2 separate regions of the Mus musculus genome follow, and region 1 is linked to region 2. A link is a contact called in public Hi-C data. All regions are on one chromosome and are shown on one strand. The core of a region is the stretch at or near the end of the contact, and the rest is flanking DNA. Distances in the headings are between cores, read along the strand shown. Region 1 overlaps Dpys (dihydropyrimidinase). Region 2 has its middle 11 kb from the start of Dcstamp.

Region 1 (7,090 bases), core at 3,823-6,322, 96 kb after region 2:
CAGATAATAAAATTGTAGCCTGAAATGCACACTTAAAAATCATGCAAATGAGGACATCCAAAGCATGCGATGTTGGAAAACTTAATAGTGCACAGTGAATTTGAATTTAAAATCAGGCTCCTATCTGATTAGCATTTGTCAGAATAATAGATACACTGGCATCAACCTCATCACATGCAAGCAATCAAAAGAGAGAGGAGGAGGGAGAGAGACAGGGGGAGAGAGAGAGAGAGGGAGAGAGAGAGAGAGGAGGAGGGAGAGAGAGAGCGGGAGAGAGAGGGAGAGAGACAGGGAGAGAGAGAGGGAGGGAGAGAGAGAGAGCGGGAGGGAGGGAGAGAGAGAGGAAGAGAGAGGGAGAGAGGGAGAGAGAGAGACAGGGAGAGAGAGAGGGAGGGAGAGAGAGAGAGAGGAAGAGAGAGGGAGAGAGGGAGAGAGAGAGACAGGGAGAGAGAGAGGGAGGGAGAGAGAGAGAGCGGGAGGGAGGGAGGGAAGGAGAGAGAGAGGGAGAGAGAGGGAGAGAGGGAGGGAGGGAGAGAGAGGGAGAGAGAGGGAGAGAGAGAGAGAGAGAGGGAGAGAGACAGGGAGAAGGAGGGGGAGGGAGAGAGAGAGAGAGAGGGAGAGAGACAGGGAGAGAGGGAGGGAGGGAGAGAGAGGGAGAGAGACAGAGAGAGAGAGGGAGAGAGACAGGGAGAGAGAGACAGGGAGGGAGAGAGAGGGAGGGAGGGAGGGAGAGAGAGAGAGAGAGAGAGAGAGAGACAGAGAGAGAGACAGAGAGAGAGAGGGAGGGAGGGAGAGAGAGAATGGTGAGGAGATTCTAGCATGCCAAATGAGCTCACTTTAGTTGACCAGATGCTGAATTTTAGTTACGATTCAGATACATAACTGAAATTAACTGATTTCCTTAGAGAGCACATGCAGTGGATGGCCACCAGCTGCCACAGTCCTCAAAATGGAATGTAGCACCCTATTATCTCACAAATTATCCTTCCTGCAAAACAGCCTCTTTCTCCAGCTAGCCTAGGAAATAGAGGAACAGTTACAGCCAGGCTTGCTGAAGCCCAGGAGCTTGACCTGAGTGCCACGTATGCAAGAAAGGGGTCCCTCAGGACCCAGCCACTGCTGATCTGCTTCGACTCCATGATATACTCAATGCCACACCACCCCAGGTCCTTACTGGCTTATTCCTAGAAAAGAGAAGCAACTTTAGTATCCCTCTGTGGCAGGCAGGATAAACATCGGTTATGTGTAGTGAGCTAAGAGGTAGCAGTCTCTACTTGGAGATACTAAGACAGGCGCAGCCTCTATTTGCAACTCCAAAGAGAATTTGCTGTTTCAAGAGCACATCTCCCAGTTGCTTGGGCAACGAGACACTGACTTGATTTGCAGTCGCTCCATGAGATGCCAACTCAGGATTTTCCTTGGTGCTTCATCACCAAGGAAAGGTCCTGTCACATGTTCTGTTCAGTCACTTGGCACATCGAAATGATATGGGAATGCAGTTTCCAGACTTCTACCATCTTAATAGCTCTCAGGAAAAAATAAATGTCAACATCTACCAGAGTCTGCCAGGGCTGCTTCTAACTTGGATGACAGGTAATTTCCTTAGAAGGCCTTAGCCCCTTTCAGATGTGACAAGCTACCTTCTTAGCATGCACAAGCTCTTCATTAAGGAGTGTATTTTCAACTTTATTCTCATTACATATTTGTGAATATAAAAAATTAAAAATAAGCCTGGTGTGGTGGCACATGCCTTTAATCCCAGCACTCGGGAGGCAGAGGCAGGTGGATTTCTGAGTTCGAGGCCAGACTGGTCTACAAAGTGAGTTCCAGGACAGCCAGGGCTATACAGAGAAACCCTGTCTCAAAAAACCAAAAATAAATAAATAAATAAATAAATAAATAAATAAATAAATAAATAAAAATTCCTAATGGCTCATTGCTCCCCTCCTCAACTTTTAAAAGAACAAACCTCATGCAAAAAGTGTAAAGAAGGAAGATAGAGTCCAGGAGTCCATAAGCTAAAGTATGAAACCACAAAACTTCAACCTAATTGCACATCTAAAAATACGGCAAGCGCGATCGAGACCACAGGTATGGACTGTAGAACTTTCATATCTCTTCACTTGACGTCACAGCAACACCTCACGATGCTTTGATAAAGAAGAAATTGATGCTCAATGAAACGAACTGATCTGCCACACATGGGCAGTGACGGAATCAGACTTAAAGGCTTCCTCCTCTGATATAGGACCATACACACATTGTTACAAGAAAAGCAATACTTTCATTCTCGGGGGGAGAGCATACATTCCTAAACATTTTCAGCCAAGCACAAACTATCTGTGGATGTGACCAAGTGGTAACCCACTTTCCCTTCCTGGTTTCCTTTGCTCTGTACTGCAGGTGGCTGTGAACAGCACTTGTGTCTGGCTTCCATCTGGTCCTCTTCTAATTGTGTTTGCATCCTCATGGTTCTAATAACTCTTGTGTCTTTATCACCTGTTTCTTCCCTAGCACCTTTTGTTAGGTTGTTCCCTCTCTATCCACATTTACTCTCCATTGTCTTTCTCTATCCTTGGACATGGGACCAAATGCAAAGACTCTATCATCCTGTTGCAATCTCCCACTTAACGGCATTTATATCTCTGAGAGATCCTAAAGATCTCTGAGCTATGAGGCATTTTGAATGCATAGGACTCTCTTGATCACCAGACAGCCTTATTAGTGAGAAGTGACAGAGTGGGTGGAGCCTTGCATCCTGAGAGCTATGAGTGAAAGTTGAAAGGGGAGGAGGATGAACTGCAGGTGTCAGGGAAGATGCTTGAACTACAGCGTGAAGATAGCTATGCTTTTCAAAATAACTTTCCTTGTAAATAACAGGGTGAAGCTCTGCTGAGCTACACCGATTCAAAATATTATTTTTTCAAAAGAAGACACCATTTGGGAAGAAAATTAAACAGAGACAGGATGGTAGTAAATGGAGGCTTGAGTTCAAATCCTGATGTTGTATATCTGTGCTTTGCATATGATGAATCAATGTTCTTTGTCTTAGTTTTCTTATCTAGGAAATGGGATTGCAATATGATTCTAGTATAGTAAATTTGTGATGGTTAAAAAAACAAATGAACCATCCCCATAATACAAACAAACAAAAAATAAATAAAACCAACAACCATGATGTATACAAAAGTACATAGCAGGCCCTGGAAACCTGGGGTCTCTTCATGTTTATAAATTGACCATGGACTAGTCACTTTTCTATTTCTGTGATTAAAAACACCATGACTGAGGAAACTCTTAGAAGAAAGCATTTATTTGGGCTTACAGTAGGAGAGGATTAGAGTCCATGATGGAGGAGGAAAGGCATGACAACAGGAACAGCTCACATCTTGAACCACAGGCAGGAAGGAGAGAATCTATTGGGCACAGCAATGATCATTTGAAACCTCAGAACCTACCTCTAGTGCATGCCTTCTCCAACAAGACCACACCTTCTGATCCTTCCCAAAGAGTTCTACCAACTGGGGCCTGAGTATTGAAATATATGAGCCTCTGGGGACCATTCCCATTCAAGCCACCACACACCAGAATTCAGCTCTTGAAGTCTTCAAAGATATTGAATAAGGTCTTTATAGAGATAGTGAAATTAAAGTGAGGCCTTTGGGGTGGAACCTAATCTAGTAAGACTGGCATTGAAAAGAAGAGGGAGTTGGAATATAGACACCAAAAAACAGGGACACATTGAAAGCCAAGGAGAAAAGCCTCCCAATGAACCAAGAAGAGAGTCTTGGGACATGGCTTGGGACATCACCCTGGGATACCTGGGACATGGCCTGGGACATCACCTTGGGACATTCTCTGGGATATGGCCTGGAACATCACCCTGAGACATTCCCTGGGACATGGCCTGGAATGTGACCTGGGATTTAGCTTCATCCACAGCTCAGAAAACACTGGTGCTATTGACACTGCCCTCTCAGGTTTCTCATCTTCAGTACTCTGGAAAAACAGGACCTTATTGCTTGCACTATGGCTGTGGTACTTTGTGTATCAGGAACCTTAAGAAATCTACACCTTCTATCAATGCTGTTTCCCTCAGAGCCACACAATTCCAGATTTTGAAATGTTCTTAAATGGCCAGTTTTCAACTGCTTTGAAGTATATCTTTTTCTAAATTTAAAAGGCAATGAGGTAATCAGATGCATAAGACCAAGAAAGAAGAGACAAGGTGACATTCAAATTCTCCTGAACTCAACCACACATCAGCCTCCCCTACCCTGGCCACTGAGAGTCAGTGCACTGAAGTATAGAAGAAACAAGACTTGGCTTGCTGCTGTTCATCAATAAAGAGCATGAGAGGATGTGGCCTTTTATGAATCTCTCTTTGGTCTTCTAAAAACAAGAATATGTGGAGGACGGAGTTGAAAAGTGGGAACTACCCCAACCTCTGTGTGAGAACTTTATGTCCTGCAACAGAAAGCTTGGGTAGATATGGATCTTTGTGCTATAGGAAAACCAAGACCAGTTCAAACAACTACAAACAAACAAATAAACAGCAAACCAACCCCAAGGCCCAGCTCCCAATGTGTGTCTGAGGAACTATTGGGGCCTCACTCTAATTTACAAATCCAACCCAGAGTTGGGACAGCACATTTGCATCCTTTAACTTGGTTTTTGTGAAAAGCAAAAATAAAATGTTTAATCAATATGTTCAAACAAGACGTGTACTTGCCCCGTAAAGACGGGAGCTTGGGTATAAAATTAGGTTGAATTTTAATAAGATACGTTAAAACAGGTTAAGGATAGACTTCTATCTCAGTTAGGGTTCTATGGTTGTGAAGAGACACCATGATCAAGGCAGCTTTTATAAAGGAAAAGATTTAATTGGGGCTGGCTTACAGTTCACAGATTTAGTCCATTATTGTCATGACAGAAAACAGAGAGGCACATAGGCAGCCATGGTGCTAGAGAAGGAGCTGAGTGCTCAACAAATGGACCAACAGGAAGCAGGAAGAGAACTAACTTGAGCTTCTGAGACCTCAAATCCTGCCCCCACAGGGACATACTTCCTCCAGCAAGGTCACGCCTACTCTAGGGAGGCCACTTCTCCTAGCTGTGCCATTCCCTATGACAAAGCATTTAGTCATGGGAGTCTGTGGGGACATTCCTAATCAAACCACCACAAGTGGGCTATAGTTGATGTTTCAATCACAGAGGAGAAACAATAACAGGCAGATTAAGCTACTGAGAGACTACACCTCCACTCTAAACAAAACAGCAGAATCCATGGCATCCAAGCTCTGGTGGTAGACTGGGGAGATGAGCACAGTGTGCTTTCTAAAGGGTCATTGAGAACCCCTTGTGCAGCAAAGTGGCTAGAAAGGTATGTGCATGGTGAAAGCTAGTGAGACGAGAATAATCAGGGATGTCAACGGCTCATATCAGCACATGCACTGTTTGGCTAAAGACTAGACCATCACTTGTACCTGTAATCCAAGAATTCTAGAGGCTGAAGCAGGAGGATCTTGAAATCAAGGCGAGCCAACCAGAAAGCGTATACTAGCTAGTATGAGGCCCCTGACACATATACAGCAGAGGACTGCCTGGTCTGGCCTCAGTGAGAGAAGATGCACCTGACCCTTGAGAGACTTGAGGCCCCAGGGAGTGGAGAGGACTGAGGGGTTGGGGGTAAACATCCTCTTGGAGACAGGGGGAAGAGGAATGGGGTGAGGAACTGTCAGAGGGGCGAGCTGGATGGAGGATAACGACTAGACTGTAAAATAATGATGATGATGATGATGATGATGATGACAATAATAATAATAATAATAATAATAATAATAATAATAATAGAAATCAAGGCTAGAAATAGAAACCCCATCTCAAACTGGAGTATAGGGAGTAGGTCAGATCTGGGCTGAGCTGAGCAGAACTTCCTTGTGAGTGAGTCACACCACCAGGGGGTATGTCTAATTTTTAGCCTGGGTTCTCTGAGATAACTCTTGGGACAGATTTATGGTGCTTCCTTTTTGCACAAGTGGCTTAACACAAGAAGTGTGGGTGGGAAATCACCTGATTTAATTACCTCAGGCCAAGCAAGACTTAAGAATGAAATGGACATCCCCTCTTTGCCAAGGTCAAAGGTAACTCAGCTATGAACAGTCTGAAGAGCCCTTTGACATCAGACATGGTCATGCAGACCAAGCCATGCAGACTTTGGAGTTTGCCCAGTTGTTTTTTGGTCTTGTTTTGGTCCAGTAAGCTCCCCTTTAGAATCATAATGTATGTCCTGTGCCATTATATGTTGGAAACATGTGATCTGCTTTTCATTTTGATTTTACAGGGGATTACAGTCAAGAGATTGCCTGAGTCTCAGAGTAGACTTTGAGATAGACTATGGAGACTTTTTCATAATGATCTACTATGGAGAGCAGGGAGTCAGATGTGGTAGTTTGAATGGCCATGGCCCTAAAGGCTCACGGGGATGGGCAATATTGGGAGGTGTGCCTTGTTGGAGGAAGTATGTCACTAGGGAATGGACTTTTAGGTCTCAGAAGCTGAAGCCTGGTCAGGGTCACTCTCTTCCTTCTGATGTGGAACTCTCAGGTCCCCCTCCAGCACCATGTCTACCTATGTGTCACCAGGCTTCCTGCCATGATGATAATGGACTAGCCCTCTGAAACTGTAAGCCAGCCCTCATTAAATCTTTTCCCTTGTAAGTCACTGTGGTCACTATATCAGTGACTAAGACAGGCGACTTGACCTTGACATTGTCCTTCCTTCTCCTGTCATTGCACTTTTGTAGTCTCCCCTCCCTCAGCCTGGTCGTCTCCCCTTCCTTAGCCTGAAACCTGCTTGCTCAGGGGTGGAGCTTTCCACTCAATCATTCTGCCACGCCCACTGCTGGAACGTGCTGCTTTGCTGTTTGGAGCCACACATGTGGTCACCCTGCTACTGGACCCCGAGATTATTTGGCGGGAATCGGGCCCCTTCCCCTGCTTCATAACTGCATGCGGAACAGTAAAGTTGAGCTTTGATCAGAATGCCTGTCTTAGCTGCATTTCTTTATCTCGCCGCCTAGCCCCTCTTC
Region 2 (7,463 bases), core at 4,842-7,341:
CCCACTGGACACGCAGGAGAGGAGGAGCCAAGTGTGGAGATGGCCAAGTTGGCTCTAAGCTTTCAGATCCAGCTACTATCAAGTTTGCCTGATATGGGGACAGTCCTTTATCATCAGCCTGTTTAGTGTTCAGAACATCCTTGTTGAATGAGTCTACCTATCTGCACACCACAGTTGACACCGCATCTTCATAGTTTAAGTGACTCTCCCAGGGGCCACGTAGCTAGTGAGTAGCTGAGCCTGGCTAGTGGCCAAGAAATGGCTCCTCTGACAGATAACACTTGTTGGTTGGTTCCACAGATAGTTCCCCTCCATTCTCTTGGCCACCTCCATTGAAAGGAAATTCCCTGTTTTAGCTCCTGGAAGCATTTTATGACTCAGTCCTAGCTCATGGCATATCAGCAGAAGCCCATTAGTAGCTTCTGTGGGGGCTGTGGCTTTTCCTGATGGCTCTGCCTCTTACTAACCCATAGCTCTTAGTAGGTGTTACACCTCCAGGAATGCCAGCTATCTTACAACTTTGTAGGAGAGTCCAAGAACACCTGCTCTGTCGCTGAGTCACATGTCTACCATCCTCAGTTGCCTTGTGAGCGAGCATAGGCAGCAAACTAACCCTGTTCTGCTTAAAGCTCCCTAAGGATGGCCGAGGGTGATTTGTGGCCACACACACTTCAGCTGCATATATGTCCATCTAGAGCAGGAAACTGGGAGAAGCCTTGCTCCCGTGCCCTGGTCATGTGCATTGAGTACTTTAGAATCCTCAAGCCAGACTTGCTCACTCACCAAATTGAAGCTCATTGGTGTGATAATAAAGCTTCCGGGATGGCTAGATTCATGCAAAATAGATGTTTCATTTCCACATCAATGTGTGAAAAGCAGACCAGCGGTTGGGAACAGATAAGAAACAAACCTGGCAGATCTTCTGGGAACAAGGTCATGGGCTTCTCCTTACAACACCTCAGGAATCTATCAAACTCATGAGAAAATCCTTCTCAAGGGAGACAGAGAGGACTGCATTTTAGGAACCAGAAGAAAAAGAGACAGAAGTGCTCTCTTCTCTCTTGAATGCTGTTTAGTTGACTTTATTCCCCAGGGGCTAGCAGCAAGGCATCTCTGCTAAGTGTCCGTGTTCAGCCCTCAGCTATGAACAAAATCCCATTAGGAAACCAACTGCCCATATAGCACTGGAGAAGGTCCTCAAGTTCTCTAAGCCGATGCTATAAATTGGGCTACTAGAAATGCCTCAGACCTAAGTGGTCACAAGCTTAAGTTACAGAAGCCACACCACACAGGTGATAGATAAAGTCCCCTCTGTTTCTCTTTGACAAGAAGAATCTACTACTTGTCATGAGCTTTCTTCATACCCACAAGGCCATCTTGTTTCAACACTCTGTGTTCTCTGTTAGCTCCTCTGTGGCAGCCATCATGCTTCTGCAACTTACAGCTCCCGCCGAGAACAGAGATGCTGGCGAGGCACAGTGGACAGTGGTCAGGTTTAGTTCTTGAGCAGTGATGGATGCCCTGATTAAAGGGCTAACACGACAGTTAGAAACTCTCCATTCGGTGGCCTTGACCATCCCAGCATTAACTTTTTTAGATATAAAAAAGTAAAAGTACTGGGTTAGGTCAAGACAAGAGCAGAGGGTCCAGGGAAAAGCCAACCCATGAGAGCCAGGATCAGAGGGATGCCATCTGAGGCCCATTTAGTCCTATGATTTGATACTGAGATAAAATATTAAGTGCAATAAATTTAACTCTAAGTCAGACACTACCAAAAAAATTTTTTTGGTCCATCTAAGTCTGGGTAGGCTTCTTATTAGTCAAGAGTTTAAGTCATAAATCTCCTTGTGGACTTGAGCACAGGGCACATGACACCCTGTGCTGTCTCCTGCTTTCAGAAAGGGTTGATGGATCCTTTCCCTCACATTTATTTCAGCCATTAATGTGGCACCGTAGATGTTGAACCAGACAGAAATAGAAGACCGAAAGGTTGGTCCTGTCAAATGGTCTTAATACGAGTCTAAGGGCCCAGCCTCCACGTGCTCTTGACATCACCCAGGAATTGTCAGGCTGCAGATGCTGAGGTGGGACCTGGATGGAGGTAAGTGAGGAGGGGTAGGCAGGCAGAGGATAGGCTAAAGGATAAAATGGCTGCTGCAACTATGCAAGAGGAGGATGCTGGGATGCAGGAGTCTCGGAAGTGCTGGAGGTCTATAAAAGTGTCAGGTAGATCTTGCATTGTTCCAGGAGATGACGAATGGTTCTAACTGTTGGAGCTTTGGCAATATGGCTATGACTACACTGACCTCTTGGAACCCCATGTGCTCAAACTTGAAAAAAAAAGGCTACTGATGTAGAAATGCATCCTGTCAGCCCCTGCCCTATACACACACAGTGTCTGCAGAAGTGGTCCTGGCACCCAGGCCAGGACACCAAGCATCAAGACTGGTGGAGGCCTGGGAGGCAGACCCAGCCGGAATGTCAGGCTCCCAGCAGGCATGCAGAAGCTCTCACTCCTTGAACAATTGTTTCCTATCACTGTTTACTTTTCTCCTTGAAAAGCAAGCTATGGAGTGAAGGAAAAAAAAAAAAAAAGAAGTCTCCAAAGTCCATTCCAATCCACCTCCTCTGCAGCCTAATTTCCATTCTAATGTTTGTGTGGTTCCCAGTGGCCCTGGGCACTCATTATTCTCCCGCTGTGTCTGTTGCTGTTCCCCCAACCCAGAGTCTGCTGTCTTGTTAGGGGCTGCATGGACTCATTTAGGGACTAGAGATAGGATAGCAGAGTTAGGGTGTCTAGGGAGAGGTCCAGGAGGAGTCTGGTACCTTGGGAATAATCTTAGTACGGCTTCATACATTCTGGCCCCCAAGGTGGGCTCCCTGTAGCTTCGTGTGGCTGTCACTTGGACACCAGAATTTGCACTCTATGCTGGTGCTTGAATGACATGTTACACCCTGGATGAAGGAAGGGTAGGTGTGGGGCATAGAAATCTGCTAATCTGAAATTCTGCATCATGCCTGTGTTGAAGGTGATGCTCTCTTTGTTGATAACAGCTCCTGAGCCAAGAGCATGCCTGGGTTTGAATCTTAAAGCCACTCCCTGTTTGCTGTATGACCTTGGACAATTAGTATTACCTCTCTGCACCCCGGTTTGCCGAACAGTTTACTGAACACCAGTAGTATAGAACCTTATCACTAAACAAATCAGTAGACACAGTTTCCTGGAAGGACCGTGGGCAGTTAGCATCATCAGTGTTAGCTGAACTTAATTTCGTTGAATCAGATGCCTTCTGGGACATGACAGGGTGCAAGGGCTGGAAAGGAAGTCACCAGCATGTCCGGCAGTATGTGCGCTATTATCTTGCTGCAGTGTTTATAGTCTGTGGCTGTCAACTCCTGCTACACTGGATGCCAACTTAGAATATTGGGTGGACCTGTAGATCCCTCCACTATTTCACAGGCTGCATCCATACTATTCCAAATCACCTGATCTAGTGACTCAGCAATCTGACTAGTTTCTGAGGAAGACAGAAGAGCAGGAGGGCACAGAGGAAGGCACAGCTATTCTGATTTTCCTCAGATGGGTTTGGACATTGGGCCAAGACCACAGCCCTGGCAAGCACCGAGTATTCATTTATATCACATCAACTGGAGTCCCAGGGCTTGCCCAGAATCCTGTGCTGCCCTTCAGAAGCTTGCCCTGTTTCCAGGGCTCGCTCTGTGCCATCCAAGCTCAGGAGCAGTGGGCGGTCGGGATGGTTCTACCAGCAAATCTCTGAAAACAGAACTGAGGCTGTTTCATAATCTGCAAATGCTGGATGCGGTCCAGAGAGAGGGAAGCTGCCCTACTTAAAAAGGCTTCAGAGAAGCAAATTCCCAGCGCATTGCAGACCTGGGAAGAGCTGCCACCTTCAGGCCAACTGAGGATGACAAGTCCCCTAAATGTGTTTAGGCCAGGTATCTCCCAGACCAATGCTGTGCCCACTGGCAGGCAAGGAGCCTCAAAGCCAAGACAGAGTCTACTGCACCTTTTTGGCTGCTTCAGTCTCTTTGCTTCCCTCCACATGTGAAGACAGATTCTATCTGCCCCCACTGAGCTAGGTCCCCAGTAAGAGGACACAACTGCTTCTAGCTGATATCCTTTTACATCTTTAAAAACTTGTTTTGTAGAATGTCACCGGTGGCCTTAGTCTATGGCTGCTCTGCAAGATGAAAATGCCAGTCACAAAGAGATGCAGGCTGCAGATGACTTTAGCAAGCTGGAACAGAACTGAAAAGGCTGTGCTCACTGCATGAGGGTGGGTAACTGGATCAGCAACTTCCTGGCTGTGTGCTGCCCCCCAAATTGCTTAGAGCCATCTATGCCCCGAAGCCTCCAGCCATCAAACCACCAGGCTCTTCCTTGCCTGTAGTTTTGCTCGGAGTCTGTGCTATTGTCAAGGAGCAGTAGTTCTAAGCTGGTTGTCCTGAGTCAGGGACACGGAGTTGCTGTTCCGGGTGGACAAGTTTGGCTAGGGTAGATGTAAGGGGTGTTTGGTGTTGGGCCTCCTGGTCGTCACAGCTCTCTCGAGTCCCAGGCTTTGCTGTGTGTGAGCTTGCCAAACTCAGCAAAATCAGAATTCTCTGGAGCAGAAAAGAACAGAGCACTAAAGGCCACATGGGAAACAAAACAGAGGAGCTAGCCAGGGAGCTCAAATCACTTGTCCAAAGATTCTTAGGTTGCTGACTGAAGCTGCTGCCGATGCCACACTCTCTGGGCACCTTCCTGGCAGTCCTCTCAGGCAACCTCTGCTTAGAGACTTGCTTTTTACAGAGACAGTGGAATCTCTTACTGGGGTGATCGCAGAGGCAAATGTGGGAGCTTCAATACATTCAAACACTCGGATGGGATGCTGTGTTATATGGAAGGGCTAAGGATGGGAGCACCTATGGACAAGGGGGAGGGGAGGCTGAACGATCCTCAGATCTCATTAGAGGCCTCTCTTCTGGTACAGCCTCTCTACTGCTACCTGGCTGCCAGATAATGGGACGAGGAAGAGAAACTTCTGATTCGAAGCTCAGCTGTGGGTGCCTGGTACCTCCTTCTTGCACAATTGAAGAGAGGTCAGATAACAGAAGACCCCCTCTCCTCTAAAGTGCCCATTTGACTGTGGGGTCCAGCTGTCCTCCTCAGGGCCATTACTGAGGAAAGAGAGGAATTCCAAAAACAATGTGTTCAGTCAGACAGAGCAGGCTGTGATAGAAGGGGGCCATCTGAATGCCTGGATTCCTTCCTATCTTGGCACAGCTCCAAAGAGCCTGCATCCTACCCTAATGATGCCCCGTGGACTCTTGTAAATAAAATCTTCACAGTTGCAAACATAAAGAAAGCAATTTCTCTGATACCCAGTTCTCCCAAATAATTTCATTATTCAAACTCAACATCCAGAACTACAGGTCTAAAGCAATGAATGAAGTGTTGAACATTGTGCTGGGGGAGGCTAATGGCCCAGCCAGACACTGTTCCCAGGTACCAGGCACCATATCCCCCATTAACACTCAAAACATGAGGCTCTCTATCAGTCATTTCCAGCCTTATCTTATCGATCCTTTAAAAGAAGGCAGTAGCGATTTATTAGCAATTTTCCAGAATCTCTGCCTCCTGGTAAGATGTTTTCCATCTATAGAGCTAAGGTCATATATCTTCTTGAGCTCTGGCTCTGGGGTGGGGAGTACCAAGGGAGTCCCCCAGAGTAAGACATTGGTGCCACAGCCAAGGGGCAATGACATTAGGGAATTCACTGTGATTTTTTTTTTCCTTTCTACTGTGGCTTCAAGGAATCAAGTGTGGAGGGAGCCTGATAAGATCAGTATATTGGTTTGTTTGTTGTTAATCTGGTTTGCTTGTTTGGCTTATATTGAAATCTTTATTTCTCTCATTTAAGAGAGAGGTCACAGGAGGAAAAGGCTGCAGGTGCATGGGGTGACAGTACTGTCCTGGCCCTGCTCACTCAGTTCTGAGTCCCAGCCCTTGTGTTACCCAGCAGAAAAACAAGAGGAAGCAATGGCCACCTCTCTGTCCCATGACCTCTTCTCATTCTGGAAATGAAGAAGTCTGGGATGATGGCCACTCTGACTCACCTCGGAGTGGCAGCCACCCCGCTCAACAGAGGTGCCTGCATGTGAGCAGACAGGAAATGGCAGAGAAGAGGCTTGAGCTGCGGCTTCTCAAACATGGCCAGCCCGAAACCCAGGACCTCTAGAGACCTGGCCAGGACCAACTGTTAGGACTGTGTAAGTCCAGTTTTTATCCTGTAGACCAAGAGGAAGGCAGGGATTCAGAGAGCTCTGGAGCAGTAGTAGGTCTTCAGGCTTACAGGCCAGAGTTTGCAAACCACATCTGTCTGTAGACAGTCTGTAGAGGCAGTGTCGGCTTAGCTTAGCCCAGGATGTTCCACTCTGTCCCCTTGTTCATCTGCCCTAATGTCCCTATGGTCCTTTACCTAAAGATGGATCCTAAGCTGGTGAGGATGCCAGCGACTGCCTCCCCTGTGTGCTGTGCTCACCCTACTTACTGTCCTATCCTGTAATTAGTATAGGGGTTATAGATGTTATTTAGCTCTGGAGGCAAATGGAGGTGCCAACTTGCATCTATCCAGCCAGCAGCTGGCTTTGGGTCTCGTTGTTTTATTATTTCTTTTTCCTAGAGTTTATACTACGGTAAGTTACTGGTGTATATAGCTACAAAAATAATATAGTTAATGTGTAATTATATTACTACAATCCTATATTAACATAATTTTACAGCTAATCCTTTTTATTATTGTTGCTACTGGGGTTATATGATTTAGTTTTGAATAAGCAATTATTTATGTGATTAAAAAGTAAAATATACCCAAAAGAATGCCACTTAAAGGCTCCCTCCTCAGCTTTGACAAGCAGGCCCCTCCTCAGAAGTGACCACAACCAAATAGGATCACGTTTCCTCCAAGACAGCAATATGGATAAACATAACAATTGGTTACATTTCTTTTATCCTTTTTGTGCAAATCTCTTCCTGGCCTCTCTTCCTGCTCCTATTTCTTGGGGGTTCATTCCATCTCAGCATACAAAGAGCCGTCGTGGTCTATTTATAGCTCCATGGTTGGAAGGCACCATTAATTATTATGTTTTTAATCTAAAGAGGCAACTTTCTCCCTCCTCCCCTCTCTGTCAGATGCACTAGGCTGCATCTTTGATCTTGCTCATTGGCCTCCAGGTCTGTGGACTCTGGAGTGGGGTTCTAGGCTGAGCAGCAGGTTGGTGTAAGCTGGACACCGGATGTCAGCAGAGTTGTTCCATCCCTATGTGCCATGTGCCCGACCAACACTGCTTTCTCTCTTTTAGAAGGAAGCACTTGGAAGTTTTCCATTCTGTACAAAGTGCTTCCTCTAGGAGCCAAGAGATCACAAGTGTGAGAAGAGGATTCTGGGAAATGTTGGAGC

The links. Hi-C and Micro-C count contacts between places; a contact is called where the count stands out from the background.
Region 1: a contact with region 2 is called in a Hi-C map of pancreatic cancer cells, with 2.5 times the contacts expected there. The contact joins two enhancer-like sites. A contact is called at or near these places in 3 of 39 promoter capture datasets (embryonic stem cells, hippocampal neurons and stem cell-derived epiblast-like cells), 28 of 484 Hi-C or Micro-C datasets (the Ba/F3 cell line, the F1.1 cell line, the G1E-ER4 cell line and 15 more), 3 of 115 datasets of contacts at active chromatin or transcription factors (bone marrow-derived dendritic cells, embryonic stem cells and extraembryonic endoderm stem cells) and 2 of 9 other capture datasets (adipose tissue and embryonic stem cells).

The regions. Positions count from the first base shown.
Region 1 is chr15:39,828,804-39,835,893 of GRCm38.p6, forward strand. The region is part of intron 4 of Dpys (dihydropyrimidinase); the gene reads right to left. Among named protein-coding and RNA genes, the nearest start is that of Dpys, 25 kb to the right of the region's middle. Within about 2 kb of position 5,073, at least 11 of the 459 cell types and tissues checked have an H3K27ac peak or open chromatin away from gene starts, as enhancers often do. A contact at or near this core is called in bone marrow-derived dendritic cells, bone marrow-derived macrophages and pancreatic cancer cells, where this site is marked.
Region 2 is chr15:39,731,575-39,739,037 of GRCm38.p6, forward strand. No RefSeq gene overlaps it. Among named protein-coding and RNA genes, the nearest start is that of Dcstamp, 11 kb to the right of the region's middle. Within about 2 kb of position 6,092, at least 26 of the 459 cell types and tissues checked have an H3K27ac peak or open chromatin away from gene starts, as enhancers often do. A contact at or near this core is called in bone marrow-derived dendritic cells, bone marrow-derived macrophages and pancreatic cancer cells, where this site is marked.